Linked DNA regions of Rattus norvegicus: region 1 is linked to region 2. Evidence: chromatin contacts called from public Hi-C data. All regions are on one chromosome and are shown on one strand. The core of a region is the stretch at or near the end of the contact, and the rest is flanking DNA. Distances in the headings are between cores, read along the strand shown.

Region 1 (6,810 bases), core at 2,193-4,692, 210 kb after region 2:
GCAACATGAGATACATAGCATTTACACTCTATGTGGTATTTTAAGCAATATAGATGTAATTTTAAGTATGTTGTAGGAAGTACATAGGTTGATGCAAATAATTTTCCTTGTATATAAGAGACTTGGACATAATGGGAAGGGAGGTAAAGCGGGATTCACAGGAAATCTAGGACTAATCCCTGGGAATGCCTGGAATTTGCTTACTAAGCATGCCTACTGAAGTTGGAGGGAAAATCATAATCATGGCCTGAATGGCACTTCTTCAAAATTCATTGTTACCTCTACTCCCCTCAACAACTACAAATGAAGTCTCTGTCTGAAAAGGATTGTCAGACATCACCAGGGAGGGGCTATGGGCAGACCCCAAGAAACCTTCCTGGGGCAACATCACTATGATAACTCTCCTGTGGCCTAGAAGTTTAGCCTTGTCCACACCAGACTTATCACTGCATCTAACTCACAGACACTGATGACATCAATGAGATTCAAACATGTAGGAAAACTGGAAGAAGTAGAAGTGCAATCTGGACATCTGAGCATGAGGTTGAGAGACCTTTGATGGTGAACAAAACTAGACAACCCCATCATATCATATGAACACTTCCATTCTTGTACAGATCCCGAGGGTAGTCCTTGAAACTCTGTCCTCTGGCTTTCCTTTCTCTGTCCCTCTCTACCAATCCGGCTCTGGAAACTGGTCCTAGGGAACAGGGGCTTGGCACAGTGTTATTCTCATCCTCCACATGCTGATCCAGGATTGAACATTTAAAGATCACATACACACATACCCTTTTTGGACAGCATTTCTCTGTGCCATCCTGAAACTTGCTCTGTAGACCAGGCAAGCCTTGAACTCAAAGAGATCCACCTGACTCTGACTTCCAAGTTCTGGGATTAAAGATGTGGGCCACCACAGCCTGGCTTGTTTGTGTTATTTTTAGTACTCATGATTGCCTTGGTATAGTCTCTGGTAGTCAGTGATGCCCATCCCCATTCCTCAAACTTGTGAATGATTTTTTTTACCTTATACAGTAAAATGGACTTGGCATGTTTGACTGGGTCTTGAGATGGGAAGACCTTCTTGTATTACAGAGGTGGGTCCAATGTCATCATGAGTGTTCCTCTAAGAAGCAGGCAAAAGGATGAGAGCCAGAAAAAGAAGATATGACAAGGGAAGCGGTTGTTGAAATGAGGCATTTTTAAAATGGAGGAAGGGTTCATAGGCTCAAGAGTTTGGATTACCTCTAGAAGCTGGAAAACACAAACAGCTTTCTTCTTCCTACAACTAAAGGGTGTGCTGGGGGAGAAAGCTTCTAAAATTTCAGTGCTATGAATCTGAAAACCCCATTTTCTTCCTTCTTAGACACTGTTGTCTCCAAGAATAGAATATTTAAAAGACATAGTCAAAAGCAGGAACACTCAAGGTGTATGCATGAATGCTTTCTGAGAAAAACCTACTTCCCGGGATTGAGGCAGCTCAGTCTGGCAATGTATACCTGGTCCTTGATCTTTCAGATGCTCATAGCCAGCTGTGATGTTATCTCCCTCACGAGGAACATTTTCACAGCTGGAGCCTAAGGCAGGAATGCACCAGGATCCTCTAGAATGAGTAACTGGAGAAAGGAGGATCCCTCCTCTTGGAGAATAAATAAATACATTGAGTAAAAATAGCCAGTGAGGCTCCTAGGAGCTCATGCACTGAGGCATCTTGTCTTTCCAGCCTGGGGTGAAGTGGCACGCTCAGGTGCAGTGGGGAGGGGCTAGCTGCACAGGGGCCAAGCACACTGAGGCAGCTGCAAAGGCTCCACTGTCCAGCAGGTGACACTTCCTCTGAGGAGCTTATCTGACTCTCACAACTGCACAAAGCTGTGTGTCCTTCTTTGCCACTGTTGGAGAAACTATTCTAGCAGAGATATTTTTTTAAAATATATAGTTGTCTAAATTCATCTGAGAACCCACAGAAAGCCAGGACTTGGGTAGGAAGGAAGGAAGTAGGATGGTACTCTCCATCCACCATCACCCAGTAGGAGTCCTAACAGTCAGCATCCGAATGGAGAGTTCCCACAGAACTATAATAGGAATAGACTCTGATGTGTAGGGAACAAAACCCAGGCAATGTGAATTTAGACAAGTGGTGTATACAGTGAGTTACAATAGTACACTGGCTATATCATTTTAGCCTTTAGAGAAGTTAATATAGTATATAAATTTGTACTAATGGAGCGACATCAACATGCCAACAGCAATTCTTTCTGAGTGGGAAGTGACAAACATTTTATTTATTTGTTTCTTTGTTTTTCCATACATGTATTTTCTAATCATACTTTATTTAGTTAGTTAGTTGACTTGTTTATAATTTTCTTTACTTATTGTTTAAGTTACCATAGAGACACTATACAGACCAAAATAGTTAGAAAAGTCCCCACCAGAATGACATTTTGGATTCTACCTCATTTTTATGTTGAGTTTTCTTTTAGCACCAGGCAATATGCTTGTCATTGGAAATACAAGGATGGGATTCTTTCTTACAGTCATGTCTCTGAGAGTCAGAACCCCTATCCCTACCTATCTAGTGTATTATCCTTCTGTTGAGTACCCAGAATACAGAGCTAAAATATAGCACATGCCCTAAGAATACCTGCTGAGTGCAACCATGCTGCAGGAAGAAACCATGCTTAAGGGTGGTGTGGGAGGACCAAGAATAGCAGTGTTGGTACCACAGTCAGGATAACTCATGTAGCCTGGCCCTGAGCTCCAACTGGGGACTAAGAATACTGGTTTCAACTCTTTGTATGTCAAGTCACTGCCAAATAATACCAGGGACGTATTGTTGATTTAATTAAAGTGTTGGCTCCAATAATGAGAAAAGTTAGCTCTCAACCTCAACCCATGGAAAGATATCATCTTCCCCTTGGAGATCTCAAAGCTCAATTGACTATGTTCATACTCCAAAGGTTAAAGATATTTAATTTGACTTTATACACCTGAAGCTTAGCTCTAGAGCACAATGCAGACAAAGTAAAGGGAAGGAAGGGAAAGGGGGAAAAAGGAAAGAAAAGGAAGATGGAAGGAGGTTAGAAAACAACAGACAGAATGGGAGGGACAAGTAGCTTTTGCATTGTGCTCCTTTCTATTTCAGGTAAGGGAGAGTCTGTTGATTTTAAACAGTGAGCCAAAGTGACTCTTGCTTGATACAAAAAAAATAAAAAATAAAAATAAAAGCCCAGAGATTCTCGAACCAGGACTCATAATTGCAGTTGGAGCTGCTCTTTCCTCATCACTTTTCCTTCGATGTTGGATGCTACGTGCCCACCAGGTTCACTCCAGCTCAAGGCTGAACCTGTCCTGCCATGCCAGAACTTCAGTGGCCTGACCAGCCATGCTTCTGCCTCTAGAGCACAAGCAAAGTGTGGCTGAGTCATGTTTCAGGCATGTGGACAATTTCACAGATGCCTGAAGGCTCTGAGTTAATGACGAAATGACCAAGAATTTCCTGCTGCCTTTGTGCCAATCCTTTCCATAAAAATCCAGTATAGTTATCTGAGAACTGACTCCATCCTAGGTTTGCAGACACACACACACACACACACACACACACACACACACACATACACACACTCATGTAAGCACTTGCCTCAGTATTCACAAATCCTCTTGCTTCCTTTAATGTCTTCCTATGTCATCCCCTTGATGCCATGTGACTATATCCTCTCTCCTCCCATGTCCCCATCATTTGCCCTACCCTCTGATGACATCAGCCTTTCCACTGACTCTCAGTTGAATTGAGTGGGCATGCTGTTTAGCACTGAAAGGCTCCAACTTCATGCTACACCCCCAGGCTTCCTCAATTCTAATATGGTCAATAATGTAGGCAGTTAAAAAATGTTAGAAAAGGCATGCTATGGTTGGAGAAAACTGCTCACAACAGTCATAGTGTATAATACTAACAGTGCCTCCTTGAAAGCTGCCTCAACTCTATCAGTTAAGATCTTAACATGGCTTAGGAGCCATCTTGCCTTCTCCTTGTTCATCACCCCCACATCTAATGAAGCACATGGATTTCTTCCTTCCAACTACTCCCTCTTTCCTACAGATACTTCCCATCTTTCTAACAGATGAAGAGTCGGAGCTACTTAAAACTTTAACGACTCCCATACTATTTCCAAAGGAAAATAAAAATCAAATTCCCCCCAAAGTACCCAACTTCTTAATAACTTAACATTATCTAACAATTTATGTTCCCTGTATCATGTTGTGGCATGACCACATTTTTGCCATCCCTGAATGTGCCCAGATGTATCTTCCCCTTAGGGATAGCCTTACTTTCTTAATGTGCTTTTCAGATTCCTGCCAAGGACTGTGTCTAAGACAGACCCCAGCTACTCCTACTGCAGAGTGAGCCATAGAGTAATGACTGTCATACTATATGCTTGCCAGCCTTTGCTGATGAATTCGGAGTCTGCCCAGCTCAGGGTGGTAGGGTTCTTCCTTCCACATGGCTTAGCACATCATTAAAACTCCAAGGAGACCTTCTGAAAGTCTGACCCCGGCTTCTCTAAGGACAGGTGCCTCAGCTTATTCATCACAGTATCCTCAAGGCCAGACATGGCTCAGAGCATTCAGCAAATAGTTATTGGGTGAAGAAAGAACCAGTGGAAGAATGAGAGCATGCGTCATTGTCCTAGAGGGAGGAGGGCCCACAGGGCCAGTGTGGCTGTAGCACAGCTGGTTCTGACCTTGACTCAGTCTGATTCAATTGGAAACTGTGACTGAAGTCTCAGCATGTTGTCTCGGTCTCCCAGGGATGCCTGGCAAACAACCGGTGTTTGAATTCCTAGGTAAATTAGGTGACGTCATACCCTGCTTGAGCTATTCTTAGATTTCTCAGATCACCTGGAGTCTATCAGGTATCCGGGATACCTCTTCTTATCCAAAGATTGACTGCAAGAAGTCAGGACAGGTGCTCCAGCAATAACATACCTTTATCACTGCTGCTCTTTGAAGTGACTACCTCACTGACCACATCAGGACTGAGGGAGTGTAATGGTGACGAAAAGGAACCTTGCAGTGTTCAAAGGAGTATCCATTCAACCCACTGAGTGCCAGGAAGATTTGGGGAAGTCTTATGGGAAGATTAAAACCTAATTGATTTCTGTTGCTGAATCCTCTCCCCCAACACACACACACACACACACACACACACACACACACACACACTTCAGACAGCTGCCTTAAGTGGAGAAAAAATGGATCTCCAATGTGATGGTTTAATCTCTACTATTCTGAGGAGGTTCACCTGTGGAATCTCTTTGAATGAGCTTTCTGGATGTCTGTCAGTTCCTAGCATACACTGAAACATCCTAGTGATCACAGTCTTCTGTTACAGACAGAGTTTAGATCCTGGACCAAACTTCAGGTACCAAATAGGTCTGATAGTTTTAGATTTATGATGTATTAATAAGTCCCAGAAGATACTTGGAACATAATAGAAGCTGAGTAAATATTTGCAGTAAGAAGGAAGTGGGACAGAATGAAAGAAAGGAGGTAGGAAGCTAAGTTGACTACTGTGCTTGAACTAGCTCAGATCAATCTGGCAAGAGAGAAGTTATCGGCGTGACTGGACACTATGCAGCCAATGAATGATGCAGAAGCCACCTTCTCAGACATCTGCTACCTCATACCAACCTCCAGACTCTTGGATACAAAAGCTCATTTACTTGAGCAGAAAGTTTGTTGAGTCAGAAAATGTCTTCCTATAGGCACACTTTATGGTACATAACCAGTGCCCTAAAACCTTTTGTTGCCATGTCTTCCAGATGTCTCTTCTTGGGACTTTACATGAACATCTCTTCAAAAATCATCCCTGAGACCACAGAAGGACCTTGTCTCCAAAATACCAGCCTCAAAAGCACTTTGTGCCTCAGCTACCAAGGTGCTATTTCCCGTTGGGAACCAGGATGCAGGAGACTGAATGAATTCTGTCAGGAGAGTAAAACAGGAGGACCAGTGTGGAACTACTTAACTTTAAGGTTGAAACAGTTTAACAGAGTACATGCAGTTAAATAAAATTAAATAGAGAGAAATCTATCCTTGAGTCTTGGCTCTATCCTGTCAACATTAAAACATTGAGCATCATTCATTCCTTCTTTGAACCTCAATTTATTATCAACAAATTGAATGTTTATCATATGCTATCTAATCACATGACCTCACATAGAACAATATAGGACTTGGTGAGCCATAAAGTATTATGAAAATATAAGTTAATAATAATGACAGAAAAACAACCAGCTAACAATGATGTGATAATCAACTTGTGAATGGTATTGTCCCTCACATAACCTGAAGCTCTATGTGATACCCCTGGTTCTAGAGGCCAGAGAATAGCAAATCATCTACTAGACAGAACTGACAGGTAAGACATGAGCATCAATAATACTTCTCGGCTTTGCTGGTACCTACCTAGAAGACAGTACTAAGGACTTTAAACACTTCTGACCAAAAAATAGCAATAATATCTGGAAGCTAATTTCTGTGACCCAGCCTTGATACACTCTTCTAGTGGCTGGAGAATGAATACTTTGGTCTCCCTAGCTGGTTATGCAGGCCTCCAGGAACCAGAATGTCATGTGAGACAATAAGCTGGGCTTGGGAAGTCACTTTGCCTCCCAAGACCTGTGTAACTTCATAAGGACAAGGAGGAAGTTGAAGAGATGAATTCTACAAGTCCACCACACTGGAGTGGATGTGGTAGAACTGTCTCTAAGGTCTCCCTTGGGTTCACTCCTTGGGAACCAATGGTCCATGGAA
Region 2 (6,357 bases), core at 2,949-5,448:
TTCAATTATTACCTGACCTAAGATAGACACAAGGATATACTAATTCCACTTGGATGAAAGTTTGCAATCTAGTTAGGCAGAAAAGGCAGGAGAAATTACTAATTCAAGAGTATTGAAAAGCACTTACTAAATGAATGGTATTAGAGCAGTGAATTCTAGGAAGTCAGAATAGGGTCCTATGGGTAGAAACACACAACAACAGTAAAAGATTCAGGAGGAGTTATTGAAAGACAGGTACAATTTTAGATCCTGGGAAATAGTGAGAAGTGGTTCAGACTGAGGAAGCCTCTGCAGAGGCAAGAGCATCTGGGGACTGTCAGGAGAAACACCCAAGGAGTGTCCTAGTGACCAAGCTGGTCTAGTTAGAATTAAAGCTCTGTGCAAAGAAGGATTGAGACATAAGGCTGGAATGATGTCAGGGATTCAGGTGTAGAACGTGAGGTAACATGCAAGAAGTTTGGATAACAACTTGGAAGCAGGAAGCACCTCAATGTCTATGGAAAGATTAAACCAGATAAGAAGGGGAAATACTCTAAAGAACCTAACGCAGGAGCATTTGGGTTATACTTTTGTTTAAAAGTAGGCTCCCTGTGTTCCACCACAAGCCCCACAATTCATGCCACGATAGGTGTTTCCTTGATCTCCACAACCACTTAAACCGCGTGATCCTGAAAAGACACCACCAGATACACAGCAGCCATTACTCTCTTGCCCTTGGCTGAAGCTATAGGAGCTCGGGCCTTCAGTATCCAGGCGACATGGGTTAGATTCATGACAGCCTAGTTCTTGGCTGTAAGGAACTGGATTGTGACCTGAGCAAGGACTGGGACAATGAATGGGATCTCCACAAGGCACTGGACTGGAGCAGGGCACTGGACGTGGCATTGGTTCTGGATGCGGACAAGGTTGTGAACGAGGACTGGGTTGTGGACGTCGACCTGGAGTCTCACAGTGAACTGGGCGTGGATGTGGCGCTGGGCATGGTACTGGACATGGCACTGGCTTAGAAACTGAACATGGTTCTGGATACAGACAGGGTTCTGAAAATCGCCTCAATGGAGGACATGGGCGAGGTTCTGGACTTGGGCATGGCTCTGGACATGGACGTGGGCGGGGCTCTGGACTTGGGCATGGGTCTGGACGTGGACGTGGGCGTGGTTCTGGACTTGGGCATGGCTCTGGACGTGGGCGTGGGCGTAGTTCTGGACTTGGGCATGGGTCTGGACGTGGGCGTGGGCGTGGTTCTGGACTTGGGCATGGCTCTGGACGTGGGCGTGGGCGTGGGCGTGGACGTGGTTCTGGACTTGGGCATGGTTCTGGACGTGGATATGGACGTGGTGCAGGAACTGGACACCGCCGCCATGATGATTCTGGAGACCGGTCAAGACGCTGTGGCCTACAAGGTCTTGGGAATGCATGTGGTTCTGCGCATGGCCTCAGGTCTGGGCAAGAGACACCCCAAGAAGGTTGCCGGGGACAACTCCGAGATCTTCCTCTGATGGGAGGAATCTGGACAGGACACCTCTGAGGGGGAACCTGCCTTGGGCAGCAAGGCGAGGAAATCTCTATCCTGCATTTGGGTCCACATCTTTGAGAACAGCCTGAAGGGCGGCCCCGAGGAGAACAGTGGCTGCCGTAGATGGGTTCTGAGCGGCGGGGTGGAGTGCAATAGTTGTAGGAGCCTGAAGAGCACCGGGATGGCAGGCAGCTGCTATAACAGGGCTCAGAATGTCTTGGTGGAGAGCAGCTGCGATAAGAAGGCTGAAGCCGACGAGAAGGGAGGCATCGGCTGGCACTCTGAGACCTGCGCTGTGCAGTAAAGCTTCCATAGGTGCCCTGGCCCTGGCATTGAGGTGCACAAGTGCTAAAGGAAGTCCCGGACCGACGCTGGGAGGAGCAGTTGCTGTAGGATGCTCGAGACTGGAGTTGGGAGGTGCAGCTGCCAAAGGAAGCCTGTGACTGGCGCTGAGTACCACAGTTGGTATAGGAGGGTCTGGACTGAAACTGGGGTTCGCAGTAACTGTAGGAAGCCTGAGACTGATGCTGTGGACCACAGCTGCTGTAAGAACCCCGTGACTGTGATTGAGAAGTGCAGCTACCATAGGATCCCTGATACTGGTACCGAGTGGAGAAACTTCCCTGGCCCTGGCCCTGGCCCAGTGAGGGACATTCTACATAAGTGTACCCAGGCTGAGGAGCTGGAACAGGCACGTAGTTTGAAACTGGATATTCCACAAAACGAGTTTCTGTATAATACACTGGAGCACACTCTACATAGTAGGTCTGAGGAGGTTGTGGAACTTGCACATAGGAAACCTGAGATTGGCATGGAGCCTGGCATTGAACACAGGAAACCTGAGCCTGGCAGGGAGCCTGGCACTTTATCTCAGTGGTCTTAGGCTGGCATTTCACCTGGGTGGTCTTGGTCTGGCATTTAACGTTGGTGGTTTTACATGGAGCCTGGCCCTTCACTTCAGTGGTACTGGACTGGCATGGAGTCTGAGAAACTTGAATGGGGCATGGTGCAGCACATTCCAGAAATTGCATCTCACACGGAGCTTCCACTAGCACCTGGTTGTTGGCATGAGGAAACTGTGAGGGACCAAAGGAGGAACCCTTGACACAGCACTGGGGTATTGGCCCACAACACTGAATCTCTTGCTGGTCACACATGGTCCTGGTGCAGGTGGGTGAGCAAGACCTGAGGGTAGAGAAACCAGGGTCAGGAGGCTGAAAGATGGGAGTGAGGAGCTGGGATCTAGAACCAGAAGCCTGGTGTCTTCTCTGGTTTTTCTTTAGATGCCTTCAACCTTTACTTACTGACTTACCTGAGCCCATGCTAGTCATTATTGTTCGTGAGACCTGCCCCCTCTCCCTGCCCCCTAACCTGGTTATGCCAAAATGGCTCAGTTCTGCATAGCTGGATATAAAGGTAGGCATACCAATGTCTGCCACCAGAGAGCAGTGATGACAAGCAAATTAACACTTAACAAGTCAAGTGATGGAAACAGCCCTACAGGAAAAACAAGTAACAGCTTGTTTCCCATACATAGCCCAAACTGAGGCTTCCATGCACACAGGGAGGTATACACAAGCCACATGTAAAAATGACCATGAGGCAGGGCTGGGGGTACACAGGCATTATCTATGTTCACATTACATCAAAAAAAAATCCACTGAATTAGCAAAGGATCAAGGAAAATTCTGGACCTGTCAGGCCCAGTGCTTAATATTTGCTGCTCCCATCCAATCTTTTTAAGTGAATTAATTTAAACAGATCTTCAGAGAAATATGAAAATTCATATATACTTCACATGCAAAACATACCATCATTAAGGACAGCACGGTCACTTGCCCAAGCAGACTGCTGTTATTAATCATCTAGAGGGTAAAAATCTGCTAACTTCAGAAATATTTTCTCCTCAGACCCTCTGAGATGCTAATGAAGCTGAGATAACCCAGAGACTATCATATTCTTCATGACATTCAAGGATTTACAGTGATGTAAGTAGAGTCGGAAACACTTATGGAACTGCATAGCAAGATCGTCACAGTATGACATAAGGCATTCAGGCATACATTCCTATACTACCCTTACCTTGCAAGAAAATACAGTAGTTCCCATCTGCTTTTCCCAGAGCTACCTGTCTGTACAGGTAGCCCAATGACTGGCAAAGAACAGAGCTAATCTGTCAATTAAATCATAACAACAAAACATCTCTCACAACCTTCCAGGATACCTAAAATTCTTCCACTGGTAGACAGAACTAGACATTTTCCATTTGTAGCAATTGTCTATGTTTGTGTTCCCTACACATGGTGGCTCATCCATCCTCATGTGCCTCTACTCAGATAAAACAAATAACTACTGTTTCCATCCTTTTATGCATCTAGGGACTCAAAATAAAAGAACATTGTATCTTTTCCTGGGACAATGAGTCACTAACAAAAGAAATGGTACCTGGAGAAAAGACCAGGACTGTCAAAGGCAAATACACCAACTTTTAAACCCCATATCTTTCCATAAACCCTAAACATTTTATAATCCTTAATCAATTTTCCACCTCAGACTGATGTCTCTCTGCCCCAGCTTCTGCCTTAATCATTCCTCAGTTTTAGAGTCTGGGAACCCCTTGAATATCCATCAACCCCAACATGATCCCCGGACCCAGCTTCCAGACTCACCCTCCTCAGCAGGCACAAAGTCATCCAGGCTAAGGCATCTGGGCAGAGGACTGTGTTTATATAAAGAGCTGTGGGTCTGGCTCAAACCATGAGACAACTGGTTGGCATCTGCCCAAGGTAACATTCCACCACCTAATTTCCTCCCTGTGTGCTGTCCGTCTAGTCACCTACAGAGCTGGGAGTGTCTTTTTCTGGTGTCAGAGCTTCTAGACTATGGAGAAGCAGGTCATTTTCTTCCTCATTGTTCATCCTATCAGTTTCCTCTCCATCCCAACAGGACTCAATGATGAAGGTGTTGAGGAGGCATTGAGGTATCATCTCTCCTAGAAAACCGTTCCATATTCTACTATCCCCTTGCCTTAGATTCTCATGAGATAGAAGTAATGAAGAAAATGTGGGGTCAGAGCTGCATCTAGGGTCTCATGCTGCTAACTTACAGCTTGGCGACCTTTATAACTAAGTTAGAAGTTACTTTACTCTTCTCCAAAATGGGTGAGTCTTTTTACCATTGTCATGGAGACTATAACAATTGTTTCATACAAATCCATCTTACTAAGAACGATGTTCAAAATATCCAACATTTTCTCAAGAGAAAGCACACCACAAGCAAAAATGCAACTGGATCACTGTGCATCTGCTATGGCCCAGTCTAAAGCTGAGAAGACAGTGGATGAAGAGCAAGTGTTTGGTGGATGCTGTAGAGAAGTCTTCCAAAGCAGCATAAGGCAGTTCATGTGTTAGAAAACAGCACGGTTCAGAATAGAACAAGCAAGGGGGCCCCATGAGCCACATAAACACAAGTTGGGTATCCTTTATATTTCTCTGCACTTCGCTAAAATTAACAACTAATATTTTTAAATGAAGAGATTTTAGTTAATGTTCTAGATCTCCAGGTTTTCCTTTATAAATCAAGTTTGTTTAGAGATGCCTGCCTTTTATCAGACTGGCAATAGTTACCTTCCACTAATATGGTATATAATTTTCCATTCTACAAAGCTTCATCATGGTTTGGTTTTGGGGGGTTTTGAGGGTTGTGGGTTTTTTGTTTGTTTTTGTTTGTTTGTTTTTGTTTTTGTTTTTTGAGACAGGGTTTCTGAAACTCTCTCTGTAGACCAGGCTGGCCTCAAATTCAGAGATATGCCTGTCTCTGCCTCCTGAGTGTGGGGGTTAAAGGCATGTGCCACCATGCCATCATTCTTCATTCTACATGTACAATGCAATGTAAAGTGCAAGGCTCCTTATATTATTTTTCCATTATTCTTTTTATGGTTAAAAAGGAAGCAAGCATTGGGCTAGAGCTATGCTCAATGGTTAATAGTACTTACTCTGTAATCCTGAGGATAAGAGCTCAGATGCCAGCAGTAACCCAACAACTAGCCAGGCATCCTCTATAAAAGCTCATAATTTCAACTTTTAGGGGACACAAAGCTAGAAGGATCACTAGGGAAGACATACTGGCTTCCAGCCTAGCCATGCTATGAATTCTCAGGTTCAGGAAGATACTCTGCCTTAGAAGAATATGTGGTCAGTAATAAAGAGGACACATGACATCCTCTCCTCACCTCTACATGCAGGTCCGGGCATAAGCACTAACATATGTACATGCATAAGCACTCACATAGACACCCTCTCATGCACATAAATAAATCAAAATAAATTTTGACAAAAGAAAACAAAATCTCAAAAGTCTTTACTCAATCATCACCATCTAGCTTTTGGAATCATTCAGATTCTAACCAAACTTATAAGCAAACGTAAATTTAAATATATTTTGAACTCTAGTATTTACTAATGAAGTGAAATCTACTTAGTTTCCATAAGCCCAAACCTATTGTATATGAACTCTTAAGAACGTTAAGAGGGAGAAATATGAATAAAAAGGAGAAGTAAGCATGAAAGGTCTTAAGATTATTGTGTGAGGTAGATAAGAAAATTGATATTAAATACTTAATATAGCCATGTCCCCCTCTGTGATTCATTTTCTTCATGAAATGATGGGACTTATAACACCTAGCAAGTGCTTCTGGGGACAAAATTATATTGTAGGTATGAAAGTTCTTTGTGTCCAACAGTGCACACACAAATCATGTTTCTGAAGTCTCTCCCAAGGTAAAGTCTGTCCAGTTCAATGTGACTTGAGAGTCCTAGCATTTATCCCCATCACTCATTCCA

What was found. Hi-C and Micro-C count contacts between places; a contact is called where the count stands out from the background.
Region 1: a Hi-C map of the A7r5 cell line shows a contact between it and region 2, with 2.6 times the contacts expected there. The contact joins the enhancer-like site here to the promoter of Kprp in region 2. A contact is called at or near these places in 3 of 12 Hi-C or Micro-C datasets (the A7r5 cell line, the Rat2 cell line and frontal cortex).

Annotation. Positions count from the first base shown.
Region 1 is chr2:181,338,704-181,345,513 of GRCr8, forward strand. No RefSeq gene overlaps it. Among named protein-coding and RNA genes, the nearest start is that of Lce1m, 7.8 kb to the left of the region's middle. Within about 2 kb of position 3,443, at least 13 of the 93 cell types and tissues checked have an H3K27ac peak or open chromatin away from gene starts, as enhancers often do. A contact at or near this core is called in the A7r5 cell line, where this site is marked.
Region 2 is chr2:181,125,630-181,131,986 of GRCr8, forward strand. Kprp (keratinocyte proline-rich protein) reads right to left here and starts at 4,199. Exons shown (of 2, transcript NM_001002290.1): 1 at 4,186-4,199; 2 at 1-2,701. The coding sequence starts at 2,673. The coding sequence ends at 574.